Linked DNA regions of Canis lupus: region 2 is linked to region 1. A link is a contact called in public Hi-C data. All regions are on one chromosome and are shown on one strand. The core of a region is the stretch at or near the end of the contact, and the rest is flanking DNA. Distances in the headings are between cores, read along the strand shown. Region 1 holds the start of SLC39A3 (zinc transporter ZIP3). Region 2 overlaps GNG7 (guanine nucleotide-binding protein G(I)/G(S)/G(O) subunit gamma-7).

What was found. Hi-C and Micro-C count contacts between places; a contact is called where the count stands out from the background.
Region 2: a Hi-C map of blood shows a contact between it and region 1, with 5 times the contacts expected there. The contact joins the enhancer-like site here to the promoter of SLC39A3 in region 1. A contact is called at or near these places in 5 of 9 Hi-C or Micro-C datasets (amygdala and blood).

What each region holds. Positions count from the first base shown.
Region 1 is chr20:56,927,655-56,933,235 of UU_Cfam_GSD_1.0, reverse strand. SLC39A3 (zinc transporter ZIP3) reads right to left here and starts at 3,172. Exons shown (of 3, transcript XM_038567884.1): 1 at 3,075-3,172; 2 at 1,293-1,624. The coding sequence starts at 1,502.
Region 2 is chr20:56,970,776-56,976,356 of UU_Cfam_GSD_1.0, reverse strand. The region is part of intron 1 of GNG7 (guanine nucleotide-binding protein G(I)/G(S)/G(O) subunit gamma-7); the gene reads right to left. Among named protein-coding and RNA genes, the nearest start is that of GNG7, 23 kb to the right of the region's middle. Within about 2 kb of position 2,191, at least 2 of the 20 cell types and tissues checked have an H3K27ac peak or open chromatin away from gene starts, as enhancers often do. A contact at or near this core is called in blood, where this site is marked.

The DNA.
Region 1 (5,581 bases), core at 1,923-4,422:
ACCCCCAGTTGTGGGGACCACAGATGTTCCCAAACATCGTCCAGTGTCCCAGGGGGCCAGGACTGGCCCAGGTGAGACCCCCTGACCCAGTGACCTGCCCTCCCTCGGTGTCCCCAGGGCACAGGATCGCCCCGGCATGGGAACCCCTGCCGCAGAAGGCTGTGTTCTGTAGAAAAGCCATTTCATTCATTTGCTAGGCATCTCCAGAAGGCCTGCGTGTGCTCCAGCCCAGAAAACACCCACTGTCCCCCGACGGACGCACACGGATCCGATCCTCTGATCAGGAGAGACAAGGCAGACACACAGAGGCCACAGCTCCCGTGCCACTATCTGCGGGGGGTGGTGGGGTCCTGACCCACCAAGGCTTCAGTGTAGGCAGGGGCTCAGAGTGGAGTGGTTTGGGGAGGACCACGAGAGGGACGAGAGTGCCACGTGTACTGAAGGGGTCAGGAGGAGCAGGGCCATCACAGCAGCGGGCCTGAGGCGGGAGTGTGATGAGGGGTGAGGCGTGAGAATGCACAGAATGGGGTGGGGGGAAGGCAGCGCTGGAAGTGGCCCTGGGAGCACAGACGGCCTCGGGGAGGACTCGGAGATCCTACCCCCAGGGATGCCATCTGTGTGAGCTTCCCACGCTCTGTAATGAAGGAACACAGGGCGGGCAGCGGAAAACAATAGAAACCTGTCAGCTCGCAGCTCTGCACCCAGGCACCCCACGCACCCCACGGCTTGCTGTTGAAGATAGTGCCACGCTGGGGGCCCGGGCACCCAGGGACCGAGGGTGGCCCTCGGCCAGGGAGAAACGAGGCTGGCGGTCTAACAACAGGGAGGGAACTGAACTTGCCTCCCCACCACATGGACTTACCACTCCGATGACCTGTCAAGCCCTGACATGAGACCACGGCCCAGGGAATGTTGCCTGACGACAGCCTGGAGCAGAGGACCCAGCTAAGTGGTGTCCACACTCCCGACCCGCAGAAACCGTGAGATAATAAACAGGCACTGTGCTAAGACGCTGACACTGTTACCACTTGTTATGCAGCAGTAGCTAACTGATACAGGTGTCGAGGGGAGGCCCAAACCGCCGGCCTCAGGGACAAAGTGCATGCTCCCCACGTGGGTGGCCTACTCAGGTAAAACAGGTGGGTTCACCAGCTGGGAACCCCACATCTGGTTCAAATCCCCTGTTTACCAGGTTAAGGCCCAGAGAAGAGAAGCGACTAACCCAGGGTCACACAGCAAATTCCTTTCCTGTCCCCCGTGCAGGGTCAAGGCTACCAGTGGGGAGCCCTTACCTTGTCCCTCACGGCTGGCAGGAGAGCATTGAAGCATGTGGCCAGAAAGACCCCGCCTCCAAAGGTGTTGCAGAGTGAGAGGATCTTTTTTGAGCGATGGGCCTTCTCAAAATCCGTCTCGATGATCTTCACGGGGAGCAAGGAGCCAAGCAGCATGAAGAAGAACACGCCCACCATGCAAAGGATTTTGGCCACCAACAGCTTCATCATGGTGGCGGCCCGGACTGCTCTGGTCGCTGCAGGGCCAAACCATGTGTGGGCGCACACTCCTGTCCCACGGTGTGCTACCGGGCCCAACCACGCAGCCGGGGGCTCATGCCTGCGTGCAGCCACTGTGAACACGAGGGGTGACCACGTCAGCTTATTGGGTTATCTGACCAGCCCTGGCGACCAAGCGTACCACCCCCAGTGCTTCACTCCATGCGGGGCCTGGCACATATCACTGCCCCCTGCAGAGAGTTCTCCACGCCTGTGCTGTCCAATATGACAGTCAGTGGCCATGCCTGTCTGTTTGAACTAATTAAGATCAAACAAAAGGCAAACTTCAGCTCCTTGGTCACACCAACCATATTTCAAGTGCTCAGCACCCACACAACCACAGTAGCGACCGTTCGGGACGCCACGGACAGAGAACATTTCCATTGTTGCCGAATGTTCTACCGGGCGGTGCTGCTCCGCTGGCTTCCCACTGCCCTTCCGTAAAACCAAGCAGCACACCCGGTAGCGAAGGCTCTGCACCATCAGCCTCCGCTTCCCCTCACCCCACACGGGCCTTCGTGGTCCTTAAGTAGGCCCAGCCCGTTCCCACCTCAGGGCCTTTGCACAGGTTGTTCTCTTGGCCTGGAATACATCTTCCCCCCCCACCGACCACCCTCTCGAGGAGGTGTTGTCTTTTAGGTCGCTGCCCCCAGGATCCCCTGGAAGGGCCTCCCATCCCTGGCTGACCTCTGCCCTAACTGTATGCCTTGTACCCACCACGAGGCCTGGTGCAGAAGAGATGCTCCGTAACCACTGGGAAATGAACAGGTGAGCCGGAGCATGTGGACCTCAGTGAGCCCAAGAGGAGCAGATGTCGCCCGGGACTGGAAAACCTCACCCCCAGTAGGAGGGCCCCCGGCTGCTCCTCTGTCCTGACGGTCCCCCTTCCCTCCCATTCCTCACTACCCACGTCCGCCCTCACTGAGGTCTCCAGGTGTCAGCCCCGATGCCACTGGCTGGCTGCCCCCTTCCCGGGCATTACGTGCCGGCATCATTTGTGCTGCAGGAAACGACATCACTTAGAGCCCCTGAATGCACTCGCTTCCTGGGGGCTCGAGTGGGACCCCCCCCCACCCCCGGACCCGGACCCGGACCCCAGCATCCAGGACACAGCCAGGTACACAGAACCAGGTAGCGGGAGGCGCCCAGCAGACACCTGCCGGGGGGTCCCGATGCCCCCGTCCGTGCACTGGGGGTCGCGGCGGGGGGGAGGCTGTGCGCTCTCAGCACCGGAGCTGCGACCAGGAGTCACCGGCTCGTTCATTCGTTCGTCCCCCAGCACCTATTGGGCACCTGCTGTGTGCACCACGCTGCACCCGGCGCCCCGCGGGGGGCGAGGCCGAGAGGGAGCCCTCGCGCTCCGCTTGCGGGGTCGGCAGCAAATCAGCGCGGAGCTCGCGGGGAAACGGGGAACCAGCAGCGGGCGCCGCAGCCCGGCCTCGGCTAACGGGCGGCCCAGCCGGCCAGGCCCCGACCCGCCCCGCCCGGCCCCGGCCCCCGGCCCCGGCCCCGGCCCGCACGCACCTCCGCGGGGCCCTCGCCCGCCCGCCGGCGCCTCCCGCCGCTCAACCGCCGCGCGGTCTCGACCCCACAGCCGCGCACCGCTCCAGCCCCGGCTCCGCGCGCGGCTGCCCACGCCCCGCCCACGCCCCTGCCCATTGGCCATCCCGGGCGCCACGGGCTGAAGGCGCCGTGCCATTGGCTGCGGTGGCTGCCACTCACCTTGCGACCCCGCCCACCTCGCCTACCGGCACGGGAAAGTAGTTTCCTCTTGCTGAGCGGTAGGTACAGCCAGCAGGAGGCTCCGGCGGGAAACCCGGGCCTTAGGAGAATGGTTCCGCCGGGACTTGGCTTCCAGAGCTGTCCAGGGGCGCCTGGTGCTGAATGCCTCTCGAATGGAGGCTTGGCCAACCGCGACGGGAGAGACTGTCCCTCCCCGAGCATCCACGATGCTGAGGCCCCGCCGTCAGCTTAAGACGCAGATTCAGCTGCTCAACATTCCTGCCCATTATGTGCTGGGGCCTTTTCCAGAACACCTGTGAGCCAAAGATTGCTCCTTCCACCCACCCCTCCTTTGGAGCTTACCTTGTAGGACAAGACATAAGACACAGAAAATGATCGATACACGACATAAGTGATGGGATTATGTCAGAAGGTATCAAGTGCTCTGGGATAACAGCCCTGGAGAGGCTACCAAAGTGCTGGGCACAGGTTGCTATTTTAAGTAGGATGCTCAAATAGGCCTCCTAGAGAGATGTTTGAGCAAAGATGAACGTGGAGATGTTGGCCCAGTGGCAACCCACGTCTTGCCAACGTGGAGGCAAATTGTGACACGCATAAGGGGCTGAGAGTAGGGAGACCTGAGGCAGGCGTGTGCGAGATCGTGTGTGTGCCCAAAGCACAGTGATGTGGGGAAGTGAATTTGGAGGTAAGAGGAGGTAGGTCACAAAAGGTTTTGGAGGGAAACAGGGAGCAATTGAAGAGTTTTGATCAGAGATGTGACAGATCTGATGTATTTTAATGCAGTCATTTGGTTATTGGATCAATGCTCCCAATAGGTCAAGTAAGATGAACACCGAAAATCATTGATTTTTTTTTTTTAAGATGGAGACAAGGTAACATTAAAAAAAAAAAAAGTCATGCCCTATAAAAGCAACCAGTGTAATGAAGACTTTATTTGTTTGTTAGTTAAAATCTTATGGTTAGGGACGCCTGGATGGCTCAGTGGTTGAGTGTCTGGTCTGCCTTTGGCTCAGGACGTGATCCCAGAGTCCCGGGATCAAGACCCACATCGGACTCCTCACAGGGAGCCTGCTTCTTTCTCTGTCTGTGTCTCTGCCTATCTTGATTAAATAAATAAAATAATTAACAAAAAATAAAATCTTGTGGTCAGCCTACTAGGGGCCAGGCATGGAGAGAGCTGCTAAGAATAAAGGGGGGAATGCTAGAATGTGGACAGACCCCGAGGGACCCAGACCCAGAAGGACACCTCCTGCAGGACCCCACTCCCAGGAGGTCCCCAGAGGAGGCCCGTCCACAGAGACAGAGAGGAGGTGGTGGGAGCCAGGGGTGGGGCAGGGGGCGGAGGGTCAGTGCTTCCTGGGGACGGGGTCTCTGTGTGGGGAGATGAAGGTTCTGGAGGCGGTGGTGAGGGTGGGTGTGCGGCGGGGTGAGGGTACTTCGTGCCCTGAGCTGTACACCTAGAAATGGTTAAATGGCGATTTTAATTTTATGTATATCTCACCACAATTTAAAAATTTAAAACAATTAATGGAACAAAAAGCGAACCCCATGTCCTCACAGTTCATCTAGTGTGGGAACCAAGTGTTAATGAAATAGTAGCAGGCTGCAGTAGGCAGATTTCTAAGATGGTCCTACACGATCCCACATCCTAGTATTCATGCCTATGGGTAATTCCCTCTTCTTGAGTGTGGGCTGCCCCGGGTGACTTGATTTTCACAAATAGAATATGGCAAGGCGTTGGGGTGTCAGTTCCAGGATTAGGTTACAAAAATGCGGACTTCTGTCTTCCTAGCACAACTCTTGGCTGCCTTGATGAAGGAAGCTGTGATGTTGAGGTCCACGCAGCAAGGAACTAGGGACCCCCAGCCAGTAGTCAGCAAGATGGTAAGACCCTCAGTGAAAGAGCCAGTAAGGAACTGAATCCTGCCAACCAAGACAGCATGAGGGGTCTTAGGCATGATGTCCTAGGCATGATGTCGGGTGACTGCCTCTTAGTGGGCACCTTGATTGTAGACTTTGGGAGACCCTGAGGCTGAGCGCCCAGACTGTAGGCAATGCCACGAAGAGAAAGAGGAGATGCAGGAGCCAGGATGGAGGGTGGATTGGTGGGACCCAGCACTGGTTTGTCTGGGTGGGTTGCAGGAGTAGGAGGTGTCAGGGTGACGTCTCCTAGTTGTATGGTTTGAGCGATTAGATGGATGTTGGTGTTGTTCACTAAAATAGGGAAGGCTGGAGGAGGTACAGATCCAGGAGGTGCTGGAGGGCTGAGTTGGACTTTGCAGAGGCTA
Region 2 (5,581 bases), core at 942-3,441, 44 kb before region 1:
GAAAGAAAAAAAGAAAAAAGAAAAGAAAAGAAAAGAAAATGTAGAAACATTTCTTTCTCCACTCAGAATTAAAATGGTGACAAAGAGTCCCACGGGAGGGGGTGGGTGGGGACACAAATTCTTACATCCCAGGGGCAACGCTGTGGCGCACTGTCCTAACTTCCCAGCTCACGGACTCCCCTGTGCCTCAGTTTCCAAATCTGTAACACAGAGACGATGGGAGCATCTATCCCACGAGTGCTCTCCAGACTAAACAGCTGAACATCTGGGGGTGCCTGGGTGGCTCAGTTGGTGAAGCATCTGCCTTCCGCTCAGGTCATGATCCCGGGGTCTGGGGATGGAGCGGCAAGCTCTGCTCAGCAGGCAGTCTGCTTCTCTGTCCCCCTCTTCCCCTCCCCTGTGCTTGTGCTCACTCCCTCTCTCTCTCAAACAAATAAATAAAATCCTTAAAGAAAATAAATAACTGAGCATCTATAAGATGTTTCCATTGGTGCCTGACATTGTTAATGGGGCACGACTGCTTTATCATCAGAGCTTCTGTGTCATATACTACGTGTCATACGGTAAGTCATACACCACAACTTCATTACTCAGAGCCTGTGCTTCCGGCTTTGTTGACAAGACCAGGGCCCAGCAACATGTTCCGGCGAAGGGCCACATGGTAAATACTTTTGGCTTTGTGAGTCAGGTGGTCTCTGTCGTCACTACTACTACAGACCTGATGGTAGTAGACAAACAGGTGCGGCCATCTGCCAATAAAACTTTATTTACAAAAAAAAAAAAAAAACTTTATTTACAAAGGCAGGAGGCCTGCTTTCGGCCCACAGGCTGTAGCTTGTGACCCCTGGAACAGAAGACAGTCTATTAAAACATGGCACTATTTTAGCCACAAATGCTCATATCCAGGCACCACTGCAGGGAGAGTGTTCCAATCTCATCCCAAAACTAGACCCTGCCTGGGTCACATGGAAAAACTCCACACTGCCCCAGCCTGTCACTCAGCAAAATTATCTCAGACCATTCTGTGACACAGAACACTCACAACTGAAGAGGTGCCACTTTTAAATTAATAAGAGGGCTGTTGCTTTCCTGTCACCTTGAAAAAAAATCCATCACCCGACTTGGTAGTAAATACCTCACCTTTATCAACTGGCTAGTGAGCCTTGGCTGCAAAGGGCACCCAAAATGTCTAGACCTGGTGAGCGCAATTGCCACCAGCAACACCCTTCATGACCCACCCCCAGAGCAGGGCACAATGTATGTACACAAAGGTCTGAGAGACTGCCACAGTCCCCATGGGGCCTGAGACATGACCAGTGAATGTGGTGTGGGGTCCTGGATGAAGTTCTGGGGCAGAAAAAGAGTATTAGGGGGAAAGCAGAGAAATCTGAAGTATGGAGTTGGGTTAATAACATACAGAGGGAGGGGATCCCTGGGTGGCGCAGCGGTTTGGCGCCTGTCTTTGGCCCAGGGCGTGATCCTGGAGACCCGGGATCGAGTCCCACATCAGGCTCCCGGTGCATGGAGCCTGCTTCTCCCTCTGCCTGTGTCTCTGCCTCTCTCTCTCTCTCTCTCTCTCTGTGTGCTATCATAAATAAATAAAATTTAAAAAAAAATAACATACAGAGGGACGCCTGGGTGGCTCAGTGGTTGAGCGTCTGCCTTTACCCCAGGGCATGATCCTGGAGTCCCGGGATCGAGTCCCACGTTGGGCCCCCTGCATGGAGCCTGCTTCTCCCTCTGCCTATGTCTCTGCCTCCCTCTTTCTCTCTCTGTGTCTCTCATGAATAAATAAATAAAATCTTTAAAAAATAAAAAAAAATAGTGACATACGGATATGGGTGTATTATCTGTGACAAAGGTACCACCCTGAGGTAAGATGTCAACTGCAGGGTACCTGGGTGTGGGCTACATGGGAACTCTGTACTGCCTTCCCAATTTCTCTAGGGATCTCAAACTATTCTAAAATGAAAGTTTCCTGAAAGAGAGAAAAGAAGAGTGACGACGGGCAATTAGCTGCTGATGCCAGGGAACGCTTCAAAGTGTGAGGGACCATTAAGTCCCTGTGACAGCGCCTAATAATGACACGGTTATATAAAACCTAGAAGAGAAAGCCGCTAAAAACAGGATATGCTAATCAACAGGGGAAATTTGCTCTTCTGACAGGAACAGGGGGCGGGGGAAGACAGGTGGCTGAGCAGTCTCCCCCACCCCCACCGGGGCAGTCACAGCAGATCCACCCCACCGCAGGGTCCTGCTGAGCAAGCTTCTGAGACATCTCAGGCAGAGCCAGGCCACGCGGCACATTCACTCAGAGGCCTGCGAGGGTGAGCCAGTACAGGGGCCCGGAAGAAGGCAAAGGTTTTATGGATGGAGAATTCTGGAAAGTAAAAGGGAAGCTGTGGGCCAAAGAAAGAAAGACAACTAATAGAATGTGGCATGCTGGTCTTTGCAAGTTACCTGATTAGACACTGTCATCTATACCAGGGTCTCTCCCGGTCGGGCCCACAGACATTCAGGGCTGGTTCGTTCTCTGTAGGCGGGGGTGGGGGTGCGGGGTGCCGGGCACTGGGAGAGCTGAGCAGCATCCCTACCCCACCCACCCCCTCCATGCCAGGAGCATGCCCAGTGTGATGACCAACAGGCGTCCCCAGACATCACCCAGTGTCCCCTGCGGGCAGAATCACCCCAGATGAGAACTACCAACCTACAATATCTAACAATCTACATACAACCCATAAGAAGTAAAATTATCTCTGCTCTACAGATGGAGAAACTGAGGCTCAGAGAGATGAAACCAGCCTGAGAAGAAGAAAGAGATCATCATGTGTCAAATCCCACTTTTAATAGGGAGAGGCCTCTGAATTGGGAAGGAGGCAGTGCTGTTCTATCTGAGACCGAGGCCAAATCTGGCCCACCACTCACTTCATAAATAAAGTTTTATTCAAACACAGCCATGCCCATTCACATATACATCATCTATGGCACATCTGTACCTACAAAGGCAGAACCCAGGAACTGCAACAAAGACCTCTGGCCTGCAAAGCTGAAAATACTTACCCTCTGGCCCTTTACAGAAAGTCTGTTGACTCCCCACAGAGAGATCCCACATCACCACTTCAAGGCCCTGCAGGGTTTCCTTCTCAGACTCTCAGCGGAGGTGCATGGTGGATATTTTGTTGGAGGAATGGCACACACCACACAGGAAGCCTCCCTGGAAGTTAAGCAAATCTGGCCTGGTTCTGCTCGGTTCAGCCCTGAGGGTCTGTCCCCTGGCTCCCCTCCTAGGCCACAAGAGGGTCTGCCCCTCCCTGTCTGCCTTCCAAGGAGTGCATGTCATCGTAGGCGTGCCAGGACTGTCGGGTGAGTGGCAGCTGGCAGCACGCCAGCCCATCTGCCTCAGAGGTGCGGCCCTGGTGCGGCTGTGCTGTCCCCTCGACCCTGCGCTCACGTGGGACACAGCAGAGGCTTCTGCTCCGAGCTCTGGTGTTCGCCTGACTGTGCAGGTCATGCCTGCAGCCTCCAAAGGGTAGACCAGACCATGCTGCGTGAGGATAAGCACTGCTGCCCCACTCACGCTCCCAGAGTTCCAGCTGCCTTGGCACAGCTCTGGGTCCTGGTGCTGAGACCCACTGAAGGTTCCAGAATCTGAAGGTCACCTTGCTTCACACTTTCTCCTCCCCTCCCCGCCCACCTTGGGTACTGGGGGCCGGTCACTCTCCAGGGGGGTGTCCTGGGCACTCTGGAGGACTGAGCGGCATCCCAGGCTCCACCCACTCGATGCCAGGACCATTTCAGCTGTGATAATGAAAAATGTCCCCAGATTTTGGCCAGTGGCAAATATAGTATGGAATCTGCTTGCTCTCTAACAGTAACTCCTGGATGTACACGCTGGGTTTGACTCCACCCAACACTCAGAGGCTAAACCAGGGGATCTCCGTGGTGCCACAAAACAACTCCGGTGCAGCAACCCTGACACCTTGAGACATTCCATGCCCATCAAGTCCCAAACATGCGGTCAGCTGGGGGCTCCATCTGTTTTCCAAAGCTTGTGTACTTCTGATCTGAGCCTCGCCAACTGTATGCATTTCCCTGGGTGGCCGTAACAAATGACCACAGACCACGCAGCTTAAAACCACCTTGTCTCCCACCTCTGGAGCCAGAAGCCCGAGACCCAGGCATGGTCGACAGTGATGACAGTCGGGAAGAAGGAGGCCTCAGACCACCTCTCTGTCTGCCCTGGATGCCGGTGGCTCTGAGCCTCCCACGGCCAGGAGTGGCTGGCATGTCCTTCACACTAACCACAAAGTGCTCCCCTGAATTGCAACACACTTTCCTGACTTTCAGCTACTTCCTGGGGGGCTCTGTATGGGAATGAGCTGTGCATGAGGATATTCCCCCCTGCAAGGGTGGAGGACCACAGCGGGGGTAGGAGGATGTATGCCATGCTCCAGTGGCCATCCTGGGGTCCCAAGTGTGAGATGGGCTCCAGGGCAGGCAGGCGGTGACAATGTGGGATCCTGGAAAAATGACACTTGGCTCGCTGGAAGGGGGCACAGTTCCCAGCCTAGCTCTGTCACCACATGGGAAGTGCCCAATGTAGTCAGCTCTTCCAAGTATCCTGAGGGGCTGGGAGGTCTTTCATCATAAAATCTCCGGATTTTTAAATGTTGGCACTAATTCAAAGTTTAAAACCACTGGGTTCTGGCTCAGCCAGGGGATCAAGGTCAATACTAGCTGTGGACAGCATGTGCCCCTCTGTGTGTTCTTACCCCAAACCACAACCCTAGTCTGATTGCGAGAAAGTACCAGACAAACCCAGATCTGGGATGTTCTGCAAAGCTCCTGACCTGTCCTCTGCATGACTGACCAGGCATGAAAGGCAAGGAAAGTCAGAGAAACAGTCTCAGCCCAGTGGGACCTAAGGAGACACGACAACTGAATGTCATGTGGGATCCTGAGTAGGGTCTTCGGGCAGAAAAGGGACATTTTCCAGGAGATGAAAGAATAAGGAAATCTAAATAAAGTATGGACTTTAGTTAATCATGATGTGTTGATATTGGTTCAACAATTGTGACAAATGTACCACACTAAGGTAAGATGCTAATACCAGGGAACATTGGGTGTGGGCTATGTGGAAACTCTCCATACTGTCTTTGCAACTTTTCTGCAAATTCAAAACTACATCACATGTTTATTTTAAAGGTTTGCAAAGTACAAACTAGGTGTATTGCTGTAACACACTGCAAGATGTTCATGATTGCCTTATAACTTGTTCTTAAAGTCTCCATTTGTGTTCCAAACTCAATTTGTCCTCAATAAATATAAATATATAGCCATGATAATTTTTTTAGAAATTGAAAAAACTGCTGGGATGGTCAAGCTCCCAGGTGGGTGAACAGAGTTCAGTCTATGAACCAGGAGACCCAGTAGGAGAACAATGGCAAAAATGGTTAGAAGGTGGGGAGCCCTTTGGGGGATTTGTGTACAGCCCTTCATGGCACAGAGGGGGCACCGAGGTCCCTGGCCCCCAGCAGCCTCCCAGCCAGCAAGGGCCTCAAATCACATCAGGGGGCACTGC